2 separate regions of the Sus scrofa genome follow, and region 1 is linked to region 2. Evidence: chromatin contacts called from public HiChIP or PLAC-seq data. All regions are on one chromosome and are shown on one strand. The core of a region is the stretch at or near the end of the contact, and the rest is flanking DNA. Distances in the headings are between cores, read along the strand shown.

Region 1 (7,119 bases), core at 4,177-6,676, 340 kb before region 2:
TGGATTTGACATTTTCACCTGGTAATCTCCTAGCAGGAGGCAAAGGAACTTGGCCACTTGCTGGATCAAAAAAGGGATCTTAAAAATAAAGATGATTTTCATATTAAAACTACTATCTCTGCCACTGGCTAAAAAGAAAAATTAGAAATTCTCTACACAGAACAACTTTTGAAAACAAGAAAACATGTCATGACTGATAGTAACCATTTTCTTATTTGCCTGCATATTTTCTAATTTATTCCTCACTTGTTCAAATATGCTTTTCCCTTGTATTCCTACATACTACTAATAATGTATTTTTCAGACCTTTTTTGATTGTAAAATTGTTGATAAAAACCGCTTCTAATTTTAATTTTCTTTCCCAATCTGTCCTGTACAAGGAATAGAAGAAACTCTTGTAAAGTCAAAGAAAAAAATGGGTTTTGAATTTTGCCTGTAAAAATGGATTAGCATATTAATCTCTCTAAGCATTAAGCAGACATAATCTGTAAAATGGACCTGACATTTGGGATTTGTAAGGATTAAATCAATTCATGTATATGAGCTCTGTACAAATAATGTGCCTTTTAACATTACATTGGTCATTCTATGCAAAAATTGTTACTTGGCTCACCAAAAATAAATTCAGTTGTTAAAAATTATATTATTACCATTAAAGTTTGTATAAATAGTGAAACATGTTTGTATTTACCACCTTGATAGTTAGAGGGGCGGATGTGAAATAGTGAAAAATATGAATTTTAGACAAATTAAAAATCATTGTGGGAGTTCCCATCATGGAGCAGCAGAAAAAAATTTGACCAGTATCCATGAGGATTTGGTTTGATCCCTGGCCTCACTCAGTGGGTCAGGCATCTGGTGTATCCATGAAGATTTGGATTGATCCCTGGCCTCACTCCGTGGGTCGGGAATCTGGTGTTTCCATGAGCTGTGTTACAGACTTGGCTCGGATCCTGTGTTGCTATGGCTGTTGGCCAGTAACTACAGCTCTGATTAGACCCCTAGCCTGGGAACTTCCATGCACTGTGGGTGAGGCCTTAAAAAAAAAAAAAAATTATTGTACAATTTCTCAATGATATTTATTAACTGGAGCTAATGGTAGAAGATTTTATCAATGCAACTATATTAAATCATTAGGACCATAAACCTGACTGGCTTAAAATTAGTAGTATATGTGTTTAAATCCATAGACCTGATTCCTTTTTTGAATAGACGAAAATTACCTATGCAGTCTTTGGTTCACTGAGAATGTATTATCTGCCACCACTTCCTTTCCAGGCTTCTGTTTTTCTCTGTCATGTTACTTTCTTCTATGTCTGCCAGTATCTCCAAAGGTACTTACTGTACATTCTTTTGAGGACAGGGATCTTATTTAATTGTGTTTGAATTATATCTCCTAACAGAAACACAGTACCAAGTAAACTGCATGGTAAATAGCCTGCACTTCATAAAGGTGTACTTTTTTACTTTTTCTTTTTAGGGATGCACTTGTGACATATGGAAGTTCTCAGACTAGGGGTCAAATTGGAGCTACATACAACCACAGCAAAGAAGGATCCCAGCCACACCTGCGATGCCGGATCCTTAACCCACTGGGGCTAGGGATCAAACCCACATCCTCATGGACACTGTTGGGTTCTTAACCCACTGAGCCACAATGGGAACTCCATAAAGATTTACTTTTTACCAACAAAAATTAGGACAGACAGATTCAGATTTTTCATATATTCAAATCCCATGAAATTTGTATTGCTAACTTAAGGCTGAAATTGTAACTATTAAGAAGACCAGGGGGGTTCCCTTCGTGGCTCAGTGGTTAACGAACCCAACTAGAATCCATGAGGATGTGGATTCTATCCCTGGCCTCACTCACTGGGTTAAGGATCTGGCACTGAGCTAAGGTGGAGGTCACAGATGAGGCTCAGATCCTGCATGGCTGGGGCTATGGTATAGGCCCGCAGCTGTAGCCCCGATTCAAACCATAGCTTAGAACCATATGCCGCAGGTGCAGCCCTAAAAAGCAAAAAAAAAAAAAAAAAAAAGGGAAGATGACAACCTGATAGTATTTCATTGTTTTAACTTCCATTTGAGTTTGATATTAAAAAATACATAAGAATCTGGTTAAGAAGGAAATTCAGGAGTTCCCGTCATGGCGCAGTGGTTAACAAATCTGACTAGGAACCATGAGGTTGCGGGTTCGATCCCTGCCCTTGCTCAGTGGGTTAACGATCCGGCGTTGCCGTGAGCTGTGGTGTAGGTTGCAGATGTGGCTTGGATCCTGTGTTGCTGTGGCCCTGGCACAGGCTGGCAGCTACAGCTCCGATTGGACCCCTAGCCTGGGAACCTCCATATGCCGAGGGAGCGGTCCAAGAAATGGCAAAAGACAAAAAAAAAAAAAAAAAAAAAGGAAATGCATGCTTATTTATACTAAATTTTGACTAGATAATGTAAGGCAGGAGTTGAAGTCATTATTTCCTTCCTCTTTTTAAGTATCATAATTATCTCCAGCTTTGCTGGAGACTTTTTTTTTTTTAACCTGCGCAAGGCTACTTAATTTGCTTTCATTAATTTTGAGATTAAAATGAGTCTTACATTCTGAGTTCTCAATAATTGAAAAGTCAATGGTTCAGCCTCATTAATTTTGCTAAAACATTTTAGGAAGGAATCAAAGATAAATCAAATTCCATGCAACAAATGTTAATCTTTTGATTTGGAAGGCTAACCAGAGGAACCAAATATGGTGATTTCTGCATAAATTTAGAGATTTCCCAAAGATTTACATTTAAATATTCAATATTCAATTAAATTTACTTTCAGTTCTTGTGCATTCTAAAACATCACTGACATAGTATTAATTCAGAGAAAAGACTGTCTTTTACAATCATGATTTCTTTAGGGGTAATTTATAGGCTTGCTGTTTCTAATCATATGTTTATTTAAGGCTAAACATTAGATTGACACATTACTGAGTCATGAATAGACTACAAAATATATAGTTGTATGATACTACTTCATTAATCTATTGCACTTGAAAAGTCACTAGGTGCACTAAAAGTGTTACCATAAATAGCATGAACTACTTAGTTCTGTTCTGAATCACTATGGTGTTTTATCTGGCTTCATGCTAAGTTTGCTACTGGTCCGTGTTTGAATTATAGCTCCTAACAGAAACATAATACCAAGCACACTGTTTGGTAAATAGCCTGCAACTCATAAAGATCTACATTTAACTACCAAAAATTAAGTCAGATTCAGATTTTTCATAGATTCAAATTCTGTGAAATTTGTATTGCGAACTCAAGGCTAAAATTTGTTAACTATTAAAGAAGACCTGATAATATTTCCTTGTTTTAATTTCCATTTAAGTTTGATAATAAAAAATATGGTCAGGTATAGGCTAAGCTGGTCTTCTGTAGCAAGTTGTAAAGTTGGAAGTATTCCTGCTTAGATGGGAAAAGATACTACATATAATAGTTACTACAAAGAGTATAATAATTACCAAATTTGAAAAGAAATAAAGTTTTTTAAAAACAAATTCTTAAAAAATTAAGTAAAATTTTATATCCACTTCGGATTAAAACATACACACTGAAAATATATATCACAGCCAGTGTGCTATTTATATAGTAATACATGTTCTGAAAAATGAATGAACATTATGGGATTAGTCTACTCTAAAAAGCAAAGTACTGGAGTTCCCATCATGGCTCAGTGGAAACAATCTGACTAGCATCCATGAGAACGCAGGTTTGATCCCTGGCCATGCTCAGTGGGTTAAGGATCTGACATTGCCGTGAGCTGTGGTGAAGGTCACAGACACGGCTTGAATCTGGAATTGCTGTGGCTGTGGTGTAGGCTGACAGCTCCAGCTCTGATTCGACCCCTAGCCTGGAAACCTCTCTATGCCATGGTGCAGCTCTGAAAAGCAAAAAATAAAAAAAAATAAAAAGCAAAGTACCACTGACTGTGATTTACAGTATGGTAATGCTAAATTGAAAAAATTTTAATTCTTATTTTAAGAGATTATTAAAAACTAAGGAAAGGTTGGGAGGAAAGGGTTTGCTAACTATAAAGGAGGTGGAGAAATACATATCAATCAAAATTATTCCATGTAAGAAAGAAACCTGTCAAGTGATTATCTCTTAGAGGAAGCATTAGGGAATATTCCTCCCCCACCCCGACCCTCCACTATCTGAAACACTTCCAATTTTTTACTGAAGTGTAGGAAAACAGGCAAAATAATTGAATAGTTAGAACAATGACATATTTCCTCTGGGGCTGTCCAAAAGCCATCTGAAAGATTTATCAGTTATTCTGAAAATTAAAAAGAATATCAATGCTAGATCTAATTGCTCAAAAAGGATTTGAAAAGCTATTTAGGGGAAACAAAATTTCTCCTTTTCTGGCTGCCCTCATTCTTCTAACTGACATTCATAAACCCCCCATATGTAGGGATCCAGCCACTGATTAAGTCCTCCAGCTTTGGAGAACTCACTACCCTTCTGAGATACAAGAATTATTAATAATTTAGGAAGCTTCTTACGAGGAATGAAATTTTAACTCTCACTAATTCTTCTCATTGGTTGGTCTTCTATTGTCTGGGAGCACAAGGAAGAAATCTAGCCATTCTTTCACAAATACTGTGGATGAAGGCAACTCTCATACATACTTAAGATCATCTCTTCTCTTGGTTAAACATGCACAGTTCCTTTAATCTACCATAGTTTACATGGTGTGGTTTTACTTCTCTTTACCATCCTGGTTGCACTCTTCCAGAAATAGCCTAGGCCCTGGTTTCTCCAACTTTGCATGCATCAGCATCACCCTACAGGCTTGTGAAAAAACAGATTGCTGGGTCCTACCCCCAGAGTTTCTGATTTAGTCAGTCCCAGGTGGGTCTTAAGAACTGGCATTTTTAACATATTTCTAAGAGATGCTAATGCTATTAAGGACCACAATTTGAGAAGCAAAGCTCTACCTCATCAATCCTTCAGCACCTGGACACAGTGGTATCCACGCTGGCTGAGCACTGGGGAGGACCTCATTCTGTCTCTGATTTGAACTCTGAATGCAACCCTCAAATGGCATGAGTGTGCTTCATAAAGGTTACAGTCAAACTCCTAAATCCTTTACAGTAATTGTTGCTAACTATCCGGGTGTTCTTTGTATTTTACTTATGCAATTGCATGTGTGGATCCCAGTGGAGAACTTTCCTTTGTCTCTAAAAAGTCAATTTGGCTAGCTGTCAGAGTTGAATTGTGACTTTTAGATTGGAGGAGACTTCAGAAGAGATTCTGGGTTAGAAATATAGTGAAGGAAAGGTTCAGGAAGTGCTGCCAAATATGTCATGTATTTTGTACACTGCACAGAGAAATGCAGTAAGGGAGATGAGGAGGCTTAAATACAGCCTTGCCTTTGTTCCTGGAGCTCTGGCCCTGGCACAAAGTGGAGGCGGGGTGGGGGGCAGGGGGACGACCCTATTTCAGCCCAAGGGCACAAAAGAAATGCCTTTTTGTAATTCAGGCAAAAGCACATATATGCAAGCAGTAGCCCTGGGTTTGAAGACAGCCCTTTTTGGAGGGCTCCTCAGGTTTTGTTAAGATAAGATGGTCTGTCCAGAGTAGATGGCTCATGAACAGCAGTGGGCATTACTATGCCAAAAGAAATCTTGCATGAAGGCCTAAAATAGAAAACAGATAAAAGCAGCTTCAGAGCTGTGCCCTTGCTTTACTCCCCACAACACTTTTGATCTTATGAGAGTCATAAGGCTCCTTTGCAGAAACATAGGACCCTGTAGTTTGAAAATCACTACTATAGAGCAGACACTGAACTGTAAGGCCAGAAGGATAGACCTGATTTAGTGTGCAGGACACTGAAGGCTGGAATTAAGAGGTAGGTCTGAGTAGATATTTAATATAACATCATGAAGATATCCAACCTTTGTCTTTAATTAGGGATAATTTCCTCAAGGAAACCAAATCTCAATAATGCCAGAAAAGGCTTATCCTTCATTATACTACTACAATTTTAAGAGTAAACTATAGTGAAAATGACAGCAGTAAAATGCTCCATTTAAATTTAGCAATCCCCTTTGTTTAACTTGCATAGCTCTACAACTATGAGTTAAACTTTTGTTTAGCATTTATAGAATATTCTTTTATGAAGTTCAATTCAGGGTGAAGAACTGCTTTTGTGGATTTTCTGTGATACTTCTTTAGACAAGGTAATGTATTAAATACTTTGCAAAATGATATAGTCAAGCTTACATATAGGCTGAAAGAAACCTTCATGTTCTATGGTATTATGTTAAGAATAATTTAAGTATTTCTTTTGAAAAAGAAAAGGTCTTATATACATGGTTTAAAATTGAATAAAAATAGCTGTCTCAATGGTTCTCATAAAGGATCTAGCAAAAGATTAGAAATTTAGCCTGTTAATGGTATGAGACTGGAAAGGAGGAAAATGTTGCCATTTTTTTTTTCTTAGAAGTATTTGTTATCAAGGGATTATCTGCAATGGAATTAAAATACTTCTATGTGTTTATTAAAGGAGGTCAAGTCAATAGGTTCAAATAGCTGTGCTCTGGTCCAAAGTTAGCCTCGCAGCCTAAGTTAAGGATAACTGCTACTGAGCCTCTCTGGTAGCCACACAAAGCAATATATGAAATAAAATAGTTTATACAACTTTCATTCTATCTAATCAAAAGGGGGCCTTTTTTATTTGGAGGTAATTTTTTTGCACTTAATCTTGAGAAAAAAATTTTTTGAAGATTTTTTACATAAAGTACAGTAAACAATAAAATTACGATAAAGAACAATTCTTTTGAAAAAAACAGATAATTGTGTATATTTGTATAAAATGTTCTAGCTCCTGGAAAGATTGACTTAATTTTAAAAGAAGGCACTACATTGAGCTTTCATTTAATGGAGTTTAAATTACATATATAAATGCTGATAGGTACTTAAAAATCAGACCAGAAACTATCCAGAAGTTTGCCTGGGGAAAGGTTAAGTTAATCAAGATTTAGCTGTATTCATTTTTTTTTTAACATGTTAATTAAAGCCCATGTGTAAAACAAATATTTGAGTAAGTGCAAATGAAAAATATAGCAAAATGGTG
Region 2 (7,570 bases), core at 1,719-4,218:
ATGTAACAACATGAATAAATCCCAAACAGATTGAAAGAAGATTATAAATTATAAATGTATATAGCATCATTCCATTCATGTGAATTCTAAAACAGTCAGACCTAATCTATGATGACTGAAGGCAGACCACAAATTGTCTGCAGACATGGGGTGGTAATTGTAAAGGGACAAGAGGGAACTTTCTGAGGTGATGCAAATGTTCTATAACTTGATTATGACAGTGGTTACACAGTTATATATGTTTGTCAAAACACATCAAGCTAGATACTTAAATGGATGCAATTTGTTGTGCATAAATTATACCTCAATAAAATTATTCTAAAAGAAAAAACCTGGATTATAAAAAATAATGATTTTAATGGCCATTACTATTATTATTTTGTCTTTTTAGGGACGCACCTGTAGCATATGGAGGTTCCCAGGCTAGGGGTCAAATCAGAGCTGTAGCTGCCAATGCCACAGACACAGCAATGCCAGATCCGGGCCGCATCTGCTCATGGAAGACAGGCCAGCTCATGGCAATGCTGGGTCTGTAACTCACTGAATGAGGACAGGGATCGAATCTCCGTCCTCATGGATACTAGTCAGATTAATTTCCACTGAGCCACAACAAGAACTCGTAATGGCCTTTATTTAAAGTGTTATATATTTGGAGCCAGAAATATATTTTGTATTGTGCAAGATTCTTGATGCCTGCTGGACAGAATTTTGATAAATATGATGAAAAAAGGTAGGTCTATAGCAACTGAATGTCAGTGAATTGAAATAGGTGCTTAAGGACTCAGGCTCTTTAGTGATGCAAATCGCATCACTTTTATATATGTAATTACTTCTACATTGTAAATTTATATTTTTCCTATTAAAAATGGATTTACATTAAAAATGAGGGAGTTCCCGTCGTGGCGCAGTGGTTAACGAATCCGACTAGGAACCATGAGGTTGCGGGTTCGATCCCTGCCCTTGCTCAGTGGGTTAACGATCCGGCGTTGCCGTGAGCTGTGATGTAGGTTGCAGACGCGGCTCAGATCCCACGTTGCTGTGGCTCTGGCGTAGGTCAGTGGCTACAGCTCCAATTAGACCCCTAGCCTGGGAACCTCCATATGCCGCAGGAGCAGCCCAAGAAATAGCAAAAAAAAAAAAAAAAAAAAAAAAAAAAAAAAAAAAAAATGAGAGTGCTAGGACTTCAGAAATAGTGGTGCCACATGTTTTCCCAGGCTGTACACTGTGTAACTCCAGGGGGTACCATTCATGGACACTGCAATATGATTTTATCAAGGTTTTACATGGCATTAAAAATCCTATCCAAGCATCCTTAAGATAAAAATGCTCTGATATTTTCTGACTTCAGAACACCTTGGAGTCAAGTGCTTTCATGGGCTTTCTTACAGTATGGCCTTAGGCTCCTTTGAAGAAAGCTGTCAGCTCACAACTTAACTGAGGAGCATTCCAATTGCCCTTTCAATGTCTAGTGCTTCCTTTTTGTCATAACTAAACTGAATAAAAGGGGAAGCATTACAAGAAGAGTCATGTGGTTGATTTATGTCATAGCTCCTTACTGTAATTTTTCCAATCTCATTATATGCACCTAGTTTGTTTTAAAGTCCTTTGCTCTTTTTTGAACAAAAACTGGATTTTGTATATAATGTTTAAATTCATTAAATACTAAGAAGCTATAGGTTCCCTGAGGCTTTGGTATCTGGGTCTTTGAGAAAGACGGTAGAGTCAACATCCCTTTTCCATTGATCATACTAGTTCAATCTCATTTTAGTACAAAGGGACAAAGGAGATTTTCTCACATATATATCAAAGGAAACCAAACCAGAACCTATTTTTGGAATTTTAAGATTTCATAATATGATAATAAACTCCTCTGTCTCAAACAGTAATGGAAATTGTTAAATCTTTTGTGTTTTTGGTTATTATAAAAGGTAGGGCATAGACTAAATCAAGGGTTGGCAAACTCTTTTTTGAAAGTCATACAGTAAGAGTTTTCAGCTTGTGGGCCATATGGTCTCTGTGACAATTACTCAACCCTGTCACTATAGCAGGAAAGCATACACACTGCTTAAATGAATGGAAACATCTTGGTTCCACTAAAACTTTATTTACAAAAACAGATGGTTAGACCATGGGCCATAGTTTACAGACCACTGCATTAAATTTTCCCAATAGTCTAACATGTTATAATTTTACTTTAATGAGCTAGAAAGTATTTTAGAAAAATACTCTGTGGCTTGATTCCTCATCAGAAAAATGGAACCAGAAGTCTGTAAGCCAAGATTTTGCATGATAGGCCCTTGAGCATTTAAGATTATTTTAGAAGAAACAAATTCAATTTCTTACTCTCTCACTATGTGCACTTTCAGGAAATGAATTATACATATTTCTTTGATAGGAATTAAAAATGGGTATATTCAGATCAAATGAGCTTGAAGTGCAAGGTGTATTTCAAGAAGGCTTTGATCGAGAGCCACGTTATATTATAAGGTAAGATGTCATCATGAGTAATTTATAGAACATGAATTTAATACTCAAGTATGTCGAATTTAGGGCATAACCCACTTGACCTTGTTACAGTATATAAGTAAACTTTCTGGGGTGGTGTTTCCTTGATCTAGTATTATGAAAATATATTCTGTTCTTTATAAAATGCAAATTCATTTCAAAGTACATTAAACTTGAATAAATAAATTTTTAATGAAACAGAAGGGTTGTTTTTGAAATTCACTGTTCTCTGACAGACTCTAAATGGCTTCATTTCTCTGTGCTTCTCCTTTTTTTTCATAAGGGCTGTGACTACTCTTCTATGATTATTAAATTCTGGGCAGCTTCTTGTATCTCTCACAGAGTTTCAAGAAAGCATTAATGAGCAACAAGCCTGTAAGTTTCTTGCTCAACTTCTCCTATTAAGACAACTCATCAGAGATCACTCACAAACAGCTGTGCTCTGCAAGTCATAAATGATAGGTCATGTGTGGTGACTAAAGTATGACTCTCAATCAGTGTTCGTGAAGAGCTACTCGTCAAGAGTGCTATTTTCACTATGTGAAAAGTTATTTTGAAGGACTCTATCATCACTGAGTTATCTGAGCCCTATATAGCCCCTGCCAGTTTAAGAACTGACACATGGACAGGGGCTTATTTACTCCCTCCAGCCACAGGAAGAGCTGTAAACCAATTCAGTGCTTCCGGATCTCTAGGGACAGGGCTCATGGGTTTCTTAAATCCTTTCCCTCTCTTTCTGAAGGCATCTGCCTTATACATTTTGTACAAAGTTCTGATAGTGTTAGCAAACAGAAGCAGAGAAGCATTTTCCATTGTCTACCCCAATCTTCATTAATCTTTATTTAATGGAATTAGACACCTCCTTCCTGAAATTTTATATTTGGAGACTCAGAGTTACAGCTTTGGATGGCAATAATGCCAGGTAAAATCACACTATATGACTAGTTTGGAAGGCTCAGGGGGAACTCATTCACATTTAAGACTTTGGCTACTTCTTGGTTCCAGGCAGAGCCGAAACACTCACAAACACGAACACTTTTCCAAACTGCATTTTGGCACATGCTTTTCCAGTTCCAGCTGGATTCAGGAAATGTGCCAGAAGGAAAAAAAAATGTATTTTGAGTAAGATTTTCTTTCTTAGTTTTTTTTTTTTTTTTTTTTTTTTTTCCCCTTTCTTAAAGAACCTCCAGGACACAGTTAATGCTGTCAAACAGAGAGGCATGATTTCTTTTTCCTGGCACACATGAAGTTTTTAGAATTACATTCTCAGTCCCTCTGATAGAGCCCAGAGTCAGATCAGTGTATGAAGGTACAAGGTGTGTATATAATACAAGAAGCACTGAGCCTTAGAGCCAGGAGAGCCAAATGGGTATTTGTAAATGATACCTGACAGGAAGCATCTCCCACCTTGATTTCATCTTGACTTATGTCTTCAAAATAGGGACTGTTAGGCCAGATCAGAAGATACCTCATGGTATACTTTCACATGTGATCTGTTTTTCCTTCCCATCAAAAATGTGCATCCTATTTCTCTCTTACTATAGTTATATACCATCTGCAAGACCTTAGCCTTACCAATGGTTATGCATGAAGATAGGATGTTAGCAATTTAAGAAACTAAAATTTAGGAAGTATTTCAGAAAACAGAATGGAAGTTTCTTAGAAAGGTAAACATACACTCATCCTATGACCCGGCAATCCCATTCCCAGCTATTTACTGAAGACAAATGAAAATACATGCTCACTAAAAATCCTGTGCATGAAATGTTTATAGCAGCTTTAGATGTAATAAAAAAAACTGAAAATAACCTAAATGTTCATCAATCAGTGAATAAACTGCCATATTTACACACAATGGAATAGCCCTCGCAAAATAAAATAAAATAAAATGACATGGACTATTAATACATGCAAAAATGTGGGTGAATCTCACATGCATTACGTTAAGTGGAGTTAGGCTAAAAAATCTGTATATTGTTTGATTTCATTTATGTGACATTCTGGAAAAGTCAAAACAATAGTGGCAGTAGGCAGATAAATAGGAATGGAGGAAGGAGGAGATTGAGAAAGGGGAATGAGGAATATCTTGAAGGTAAGGGAAAATGTTTTCTATTATGATTGTGTGGTTGTTATACCTCATTATACTTGTCAAAAATCATAGAACTGTATACTGTAGATTGTGAGTTTTTGTAGTATGTAAATTACATCTCAAAAATTATATATATATATATATTTCAAAAATTAGAGCTCCACTGAAATAATGAGAAACTTAATATACATTTCCTATATCTTTTTGGTTTCCTTTGTTGAAAGTCCACTTCCTGCCTCCTGGGACCCATTCCCTCAAGGCCACAATCTTCCACCTATCATGACAAGCTAAGCAGAACATTGATTGTTATTGACCAGTGCTTATTTTAATGCTTCTGACATCTTTTCTGTCTCCACTTATCTCATCACTCTGTTCTCTTTCTTGACAACCTGTTTCTGAAATCCTCTGCCCTCTGAGAACCATCAGGAGACTGACATTTTTGATTCTGTCATTCAAGCTCTCCAGAAAGGCAGACAGAACCCAAAGTAGTTCCTTTTGTCTTTACAGTGTCTATGAAATGTAGACATGGCCACTTTATATAGTCATTCAGCAAATACATATTGATGACATGCTATATGCCAGACACTGCTAAGCATGGGTGGTCTGAACTGTGTAAAAAGGTAAGTCCCTGCCTTCATGTTGTTCCTTGCTTGGCATGAAAGAATCACAGATATTTACCATCCATACCAGGAAGGAGAGAGGTAGTGGTGGTTAGAGCAGGGTTAACTTTCTTCCTTTCAAGACACGCTATTCGATGTGATAGTATATGATGGTAACTGATTAGCAGATGAGATCAACAGGGGGTGAGGAGATTAATACCTCCACTTATTAGCAACTCATGTAGGCTGCAGGAACTGATAAGAAAACACTAGTTTTGAGGACTCAGCCTGTCTGAGACATTGGATAAGGCTGACACCTGAAGAACAAGTCTTAGCAATAATAATAGTGGTGGCCTTGGTGGTGGTGATGGCTGTAACATTTATAGCAATAGTAGTAGTAGTAGTTGTAGCAGTGGTGGTAATAGAAATAGGGAAGAGCTGTGTAAAGGAAGTATTTCAGGCACAGAAAGTAATAAATGGTGTGTGTGGGGGGTTCTCTAAAGGTGATTACTTATTATTATACTAAAAAAATCATACCTGTTATGTGATAATTTGTATGTAAATATGTAAATCTTTAAAAATTAGGAGAGTTAGACTAGATTGAATTTTGTACTGCTAGACCATTTTTTAAATTTCTATTCAGATCAAGATGTATTTCGAACTATTTGGATGTTCTGTATGTACATTTACTGCTATTAAGCCACTAATTTATTGGAAAAAAGTCACACACAAAAGGAAGCTATTTGAAATGGAATATGGCAGAATTATTCACACCCTAAGGCATGTGATAAATAACAAACAGTCAACTAGGTGAAAAGGGGCAAGAATGGCTTCCTGGAGGAGTTCCCATTGTGGCACAGTGGGTTAAGATTTCAACTACAGCAGCCCGGGCTGCTGCAGAGGCACAGGTTCGAGTCTCAGCTTGGCACAGTGGGTTAAAGGACCTGGCACAGGTTCTTTAATCAGATTCAATCCCTGGCCAGGGAACTTCCATATGCCACAGGTGTAGCCATTAAAAACAAAACAAAACAAAACAAAACAAACCAGAATGGCCTCCTGGGGGAAGACAGAGGAGGATGGAGGGTATGAGATTTGAATCTATTTGGCTGAGTGAGTGGGTGAGGTAAGGGCAGGTCTGACTAGTCATGAGGTTCTCCTGGAGCAAACCCAGAGATGCAAAGAGGAGAAATGTACAAGAGGAAGCAGGCACACATTTTGTTGAAATTATTAAATTAATTTGCTTGTCTGCTATTTTGAAGTGGATTTGTCCCAAACACCATGTTCTGTTCCCATTAGAATCAATATGCTGCCTACTGCCATTAGCACTTGCTCCACTGGGGGGAAAAGCATTATTCTTTCATTATGTGTGCTCTTTATCAGCTCTTCATAAAAAGTGCTATATGCTGTGGTGAAATTCACAAGATTAACATCTGCAGCAATGAAAAGTATATCAGCACCAGATCAAAACTGCTTTTGTACTTTTCATATCTTTTGGCTTAACTCTCCTGTGAGGAACACAGACCTGAGATGTGTTCTGCTCTGGTTTGTTCTGCACTTCCTTCTCGTCCTGGAAGCCTCTCCAGGTATCTTCCCAGAGCCTTGTAGATGGTTCCATGTCTGGGCTAAGCTCAGTGCTGATGGGCTTTACTTCTAATCTTTAGGCATCAGACCCAAGAAGTACAGGAGAGGGTAAAGCTCAAATTGCAGTGAATCAAGAGTTTGTGGTCAAGTCTGAAACTGTTTTCAAAGAGTTAACAAAATCAGCATCAGAACCTAAGCATGAAAAATGAGAAAAAAAAAAACAAAAAACAAAAAACAGCTTAAGTGAAGACTCCCCAGTTGAGTTCACGGCAATTCCCGAATGATCAATTCCTGAGTTTGCCTAGTACATCTCCTCAAAAGATTGTGACTCTGGGATCTTAGCCATACCATCGTTTCAGCAAAGTAGTGTTACCTAGCTGGTCACCATGCAAAACTACCGCACTGCATGAATATAAAAATACAAACAATATATAAATACATAATGACGAGGCCAGTCCAAATTTTAGTCTTGTTTGGCAAATGTTAACCAATACATTAGACTCTTGATATATTATACTATAGTCCTTTTATTTTATTTTATTTATTTTATTTTTTTATATTTTTTGTCTTTTTAGGGCCACATATTTGGAAATTCCCAGGCTAGGGGTCACATTGGAGATGTAGTCACCAGCCTATGCCACAGCCATAGCAAGGTGGGATCCTTTAACCCACTAAGTGAGGCCAAGGATCCAACCCACATCCTCATGGATACTAGCTGGGTTTGTTACTGCTGAGCCACAGTGGGAACTCCCTGATATAATCCTTTTAAATTCATGTTTATTTCAGCCTTAGTCCT

Evidence for each region. HiChIP or PLAC-seq counts read pairs in DNA pulled down with a chosen protein or histone mark.
Region 1: an H3K27ac HiChIP or PLAC-seq map of alveolar macrophages shows a contact between it and region 2. The contact joins two enhancer-like sites. A contact is called at or near these places in 3 of 47 Hi-C or Micro-C datasets (fetal heart ventricle, fibroblasts and heart right ventricle) and 1 of 2 datasets of contacts at active chromatin or transcription factors (alveolar macrophages).

What each region holds. Positions count from the first base shown.
Region 1 is chr13:153,678,903-153,686,021 of Sscrofa11.1, reverse strand. CBLB (E3 ubiquitin-protein ligase CBL-B) reads right to left here. Exons shown (of 19, transcript XM_021070494.1): 18 at 1-78. Among named protein-coding and RNA genes, the nearest start is that of CBLB, 200 kb to the right of the region's middle. Within about 2 kb of position 5,426, at least 3 of the 83 cell types and tissues checked have an H3K27ac peak or open chromatin away from gene starts, as enhancers often do.
Region 2 is chr13:153,340,944-153,348,513 of Sscrofa11.1, reverse strand. No RefSeq gene overlaps it. Among named protein-coding and RNA genes, the nearest start is that of CBLB, 140 kb to the left of the region's middle. Within about 2 kb of position 2,968, at least 27 of the 83 cell types and tissues checked have an H3K27ac peak or open chromatin away from gene starts, as enhancers often do.